Linked DNA regions of Mus musculus: region 1 is linked to region 2. A link is a contact called in public promoter capture Hi-C data. All regions are on one chromosome and are shown on one strand. The core of a region is the stretch at or near the end of the contact, and the rest is flanking DNA. Distances in the headings are between cores, read along the strand shown. Region 1 holds the start of Igf1r (insulin-like growth factor I receptor). Region 2 holds the start of Asb7 (ankyrin repeat and SOCS box-containing 7).

The links. Capture Hi-C pulls out chosen DNA fragments and counts their contacts.
Region 1: a promoter capture Hi-C map of adipose tissue shows a contact between it and region 2, with 3 times the contacts expected there. The contact joins the promoter of Igf1r here to the promoter of Asb7 in region 2. A contact is called at or near these places in 1 of 39 promoter capture datasets (pre-B cells), 1 of 484 Hi-C or Micro-C datasets (CD4 T cells), 2 of 115 datasets of contacts at active chromatin or transcription factors (large pre-B cells and pancreatic cancer cells) and 2 of 9 other capture datasets (adipose tissue and liver).

The regions. Positions count from the first base shown.
Region 1 is chr7:67,950,969-67,953,738 of GRCm38.p6, forward strand. Igf1r (insulin-like growth factor I receptor) reads left to right here and starts at 1,289. Exons shown (of 21, transcript NM_010513.2): 1 at 1,289-1,984. The coding sequence starts at 1,891.
Region 2 is chr7:66,688,183-66,690,882 of GRCm38.p6, forward strand. It overlaps Asb7 (ankyrin repeat and SOCS box-containing 7), which reads right to left and starts at 1,379. Exons shown (of 6, transcript NM_080443.2): 1 at 918-1,379; 2 at 641-738. It overlaps Lins1 (lines homolog 1), which reads left to right and starts at 1,707. Exons shown (of 8, transcript NM_152815.2): 1 at 1,707-1,841.

The DNA.
Region 1 (2,770 bases), core at 39-2,538, 1.3 Mb after region 2:
TCGGTCCCCGACTCGGGGCCCCCACATTTCCTCCCCCGGAGGGAGGGAGGCGACATTCCCGGAGCCAGCCCTCCCAGGCTGCGGTCGCGCCCTCTGGCGGCCGCCGCGGAGACGGGTCCTGGGCACGAGGGGCCGCCTGTCTGGGTTCCCTTTCCAGGGCTGGGGGCCCGCGGTGGAATCGCTGTGCTTCGAGAATAGAGCCTCGCGGACCGCACCCTGTCCGCTCCCCGACTGCGCGCAAGCACCGGAACACCCAAGGAGCGCCGCCACGGGCGCCCAAGCCTGGCGTGGAAAGTGCCTTGCGTAGCAGTCTTCAGGGGTCCCCTTTCCCCCAGGTGTGCCCCTCCCGTCGCGTCCGGGCTTTCCACCACACTGCGAAAAAAATGCCGCATGCATGCACTTATTTATTTATTTTGCAACAGCTGCAAGAAACAATGAAGCTTTTTCACGGAGTCGGCCAGCGCGCTCTCCAGCCGCGCTGTTGTTGTTTTCAATGAAGCTCCGAGGCCGCACTCCCCGCCCACCGCGCCCGCAGCCCGCCCGCTCTGCTGCCCGCCCGCCCTGCCGCCGCCCCCCTGGCCACCGAGTCCCACCGGCGCCCCGGGCATTGTTTTTTGGAGTCCTGCGGGAGGGGAGGGTGCGGACAGGGCCGGCCGGCGCAGTGCGGGTGGGGGCGGAAGCGTGGGCGCGCGCGTGGCTCAGTGTGCGCGCGGGGGCCGGCGCGGGTGGAGGCGCGGGGGGCGGTGCCTCCTGGGCCCGGCTCCCCACGCCCGCGCTCCGCTCCGCACGTCCCTGCGATCCCGAACTCCGGCTCTTGGCGCCTGCCGAGTCGGGGCCCGGCCCTCGGCGCGCCGGGACTGCGGCTGTAGCCGCTTGGAGTGTGCGCGCGGGCACGTGTGCGCGGCCCCGAGAGCGCGCGCGTAGAGCCCCCAGTGTGTGGCGGCGGCGGCGGCGGCGCGGTGAGGCTGAGGTTCTTGTTTACCAGCATTAACTCCGCTGAGCGGAAAAAAAAAGGAGGGGGGGGGGGAACCGAGGAGGAGCGAGCGCACCGGGCGAACTCGAGAGAGGCGAGCGACAGGGAAGCTGCCTGCGAGCCTGTCCCGGCGCGCCCGGCGCTCGCAGACCCTCGGCCCCGCTCTCCGGACCCTCCACGCCTCTCCCCGTGCCTGCGAGAGCTCCACGGCACGCGGCGTGCTCGGCTTTGACCTTCAGCGAGCCGGAGCCCCCGCGCACGGAGTCGGCGGCGGGCGGGGGCCGACGCGGGGCGGCGGGAGCGCTGAGCGCTGCGCGGCCGCCGCTTTGTGTGTGTCCTGGATTTGGGAAGGAGCTCGCGGCGGCGGCGCTGAGGGAGGAGGCGGCGGCGAGCGGAGCCCAGAGGAGGAGGAGGAGCCGGAGGAGGGGGAACCGCTCATTCATTTCCACTCCGCATTTCTGCCCCTCGCCGGCCTCGCCCGCGCCCGGGACTTCGGACCAGTCTCGCCAACTGCGTCGCGCTCTCCCGCCGCGTAGGCTCCGGTGGTCGTTCCCTCCGGGGATCGGGTGGCGTTTGTCCTCGCCTGCGGCGATTTGGGCTTTGCTCCTCTTTCTGTACAGTTTTCCTCCTTCTTCTGCATCTCTGCGTTTGCAAATGGAGGCCGACGACGCCGACAGCCCGCCCCGGCGCGCCCCGGCTTCCCGACTCCGCCGCCCCGTGGGCCGCTGCTGCCGGCGCTGAGGGGCCGCCCCGCGCCACCCTCCTTGTCCACGCCGCTTTCCGAGGATCGTCGCCTGCGCTCTTGTTTTTGGACGAGAGTGAGGACTGAGTTGGAGACTTTTTTTTTCTTTTTTTCTTTTCTTTTTTTTTTTTTTTTCTATTTTTGAGAAAAGGGAATTTCGTCCCAAATAAAAGGAATGAAGTCTGGCTCCGGAGGAGGGTCCCCGACCTCGCTGTGGGGGCTCGTGTTTCTCTCCGCCGCGCTCTCTCTCTGGCCGACGAGTGGAGAAAGTGAGTATTTGCCCGCCGCCCGCGGCCACTGCGGGAACTTTTCCTCCGAGGGGCTGCGCCCTGTTTGGGAAAACCCAGTTGCCACGGGCGCAGCTGTCGGACTTCGGGGCTCGGGAGTGGAGGGTGGGGCTCTCTCGGAAGGCCGGAGTAGAGCAGGGCCCGAGAGTTCACGACTCAGGAGCTCCTAGAGCCCTAGCTCAGCGCATCTGCGCGCGGGAAGGGCCTTAGGGCTTTCTCTTTCGCTGTCCGGGGAGCGCTGTCCCGCACGCGGCCTGGTGGGTGGGCAGTGCCTTCTCGCTGGCGGGTCAGGGGCAGCCCCCGCGTAGGCGCTTGGTGGGGAAGTTGGCGTCTGGGTGGCCTCGGGAACCCCGCTACTCTCGCCCCCCCCCCTCCGGGGCGCTCCACTTGGCACCCCAGCGCCCATCCCGCGCAGCTCACCATGACAGCACCCTTGGAGGCTCCACGGGTGGTTGCTGGGGTAGACCTAGTGCTCCGTGGCGGCAATTCGGAGCCTCCTACCCTGCGGGGTGTAAGTTGTTCTTGAGGGGGAGATACAGGATGGTTGGAAGCCTCGCGGCCCCAGGACACGTTTCCAAACATCAGGGCGCAGCCTCCTATCACCCAACTTGTTGGGCCCATCGACCCCCTCAGGTTCTTGGCCTTTCGCTTCTCTGGAGCCTGTGGGCGTCTACCCACCTACCCCAAGGCTTGATAACTTGGACAGTCCAGTGTGGCCTTGGGGTGCAGGGTGTGCCCACCATTTTCCTCTAGGAAAGTGTGAACTTG
Region 2 (2,700 bases), core at 129-2,628:
ACAAACACACAAGAACACCCATAGTAAACTATATACTTTGTTTCCGGGGCTAATAGTGCTTTTATACAGTTCCTATACTGTTCCCATTCTTAAGCTACACACATTCACTTGTTCCAGGAAAACCAAATCCAATTATTTTCTTCAAAACCTGTAAGTTTCAGTCCTCCTGTTCACCTTCTGCTACTAAGTCATTATCAGTTAGGTAACTCTGAAGCTTTCCTGATGGAGGCATAGAGAGAAAAAAATGTACATGGGCAAAACAGTAAACTGTGGTTTAATTAAAAGCAGAATCATTCAGAATTAACAAGCAATTAACATGGAATTGAAGAATTCCTATGAGAGTATGTAAGGCGGGGAACTACAAAAAGGTCTCCAAGCCTCCGAGCAGAGTACATGACACAGTATACCAAAAGATAATGCAAAACACGGAAACGCTCTGATCAGGTCCCAGAAGACGTTTCTGGGCTAGAGAAGTTACTGGGGTGTTAAGGACCAGGCATGGGCAGTGCTTCTGGTTTTGCTAGGAAACTAGGATCTAAGAAAGCTTGCATTCCCAGGCAACCACCCTGGAAATAAAGCGTTACTTAATGAGGTAGGGGCCAGGAGTAAACAATGGGGGAAGGGAGGTCTGCCTCTTTACCTTTCAAGAGGATGCTGGTCCAAAGCACTCTGTTTATTGCTCCTCTGGTGGGTGGCCAGACCCCTTCTACTCGCGAGTGTCCTCCAGCAAGCTCAAACCTGGAAAACAGAAACCGATCAGTGGTGCAGTGATCCAGGGGCGAGGAGAGGGCTCTGAGGATGGGGGAGCTTAGCAAAGGCTGGAGGGTGGCAAGGGCAGGCAGGCTAGAGCAGGGCTTCTCCCCCAACCCCCACCCAGCCAGCCCCCTCCCCTCAAGGGAGGAAGAAACTGACTTTACCTGTGTCCTCAGTTGCAGCTCCTCTCTCTCCTTTCAGCCTCCTGCACATTCACCAACTTCTCCATTGAAGAAACACCCCAGGCAGGGCCGGACACCGTGTTCCTGATCCTCCTGGGTGCTTCACGGCCCCAACCCAGAGAGCATCCAGATAGTCGATCAGGCTGGGGGTGGCGGTCTTGGCCTCGGAGCAGCCTCCGGGAAGGGGCGCTGGGAGGAAGTGCCGGCTGGGTGGGGGGGGGGGGGGGCAGTCCCGGTCCAGGGGCTCAGACCAAGGGTCTGCCGCGCGCCGGGCCGGAGGCTTTCAGCTACCGAGGGACTCAAGAGGTCTGGGGACAGAGAGACCCTAAGTCATACCAGGTCCGAAGTGTCAGCAGCAGGGTGTCCCGACAGGGGGCTTTCGGGATGCACTTTGCACTGGGCCACCCCCGCCCCCTCCTTCCAGCACTTTGGGGTCACTGGGATGGGACCAAGCCTTCGACAGCCAATCAGCTGCCGCACTGGAGCCTGCGCTCCAAGCCGTAAACCAGATCCGCGGTGGGTGGGGGTTGGGGTAGGGGGTGGGGGCGACTTGGTTGGTTGGTTGCTTCCTTCTCCTCACACAGATGCCCCCACCCCCTGGCTGTCGTAAAGCTGCCCGCGGATTCGCGACAGTTAGAGGAGGCGGGCTAATAGAGGCTGGGACTTGTCTCCGATTGGTCGCTCTCCCTTCGTCCCCTCCGCTTCCCCGCAGCGGTTCTCCAGGCTCCACCCCCAGCCTGGAGACTCTAAGCGGTTGCTAAGAGACACTGTACTACGAATGGGGCTTCTACGCCTGCTGAGGGAGGGGCCGGCAAGGCCTTCCGTGGAGTACGGTGGCCTGGAGTAGGCAGCTGTGGGCACGAGTGGCCGGGCGATGGCTGCGTGGCCCGGCGGGATGGCAGCCAGGTAAGCAGGAGCCCAGGTTGAGCTGGGTGGCTGGAGCGACACGTGCGTGGCAGGCTGAGCGACGGGGGAGGCGACAGGGCCGAGAGCAGGCGATGAGGGCCCCTACTCGTCGTCGCTCTGCGGTGCTTCTTGGAAGCGAGTGGCGATGTTTGGTGCATCTGTCGGTCTCTGAGACCCGGTTAGCTTCCAGGCTGCCTCGCCCAGCCTGCGAGAGAGCACGCTCTTTGGGATCGCGAGGCTGGTTCAAGGGCTTGCCTGCGAGGATAGCGACCCTAGTGGTTTCTTGTGAATGAAAAGAGCCGGGGGAGGGGGGCGCAGAGTGGGCACATTGATACATTGTTTAAATGCATTGATTCTTTTAGCAAGTGTCTACTGGGTTGACACTACTCTAGTTGTTGGGGAGACTTTGTGAACTTTTCTTTCCTTTCTTTCTTTTCTTTCTTTTTTTTTCTTTTATCTTAACAAGAGAAGATGAAACTGCAGAATGATTAGGGAAAAAAAAAAACCCACAAAGTAATGGAATACAGTTTGACTAGGATGCGCTAGACTCTTAGATTGTGAGCCAGGTCTCCCAGAGAATGACATTTATGCTCTGTGAATGACAAAAAAAACTAGCCAACAAAGATCTGAGGGAAGGCCTTTACAAGCAGTTAATCTGAAGTGCAAAGCCTTTGGTACTTTAATAAGTTTAGGGGAACTGTGACTGAGTAAGGGGAAGAAAGATGGAAATGAGATTAGGGGGTGTGGGCAGACTGCAGATTTTGCAGGAATGTATAGGTCATGCCAGAATGATTCCCGTTTCTATGTTTTGCATTGATCACATAATAGAGAAAGCTGTTATGGGAATTGGATTCCTGGG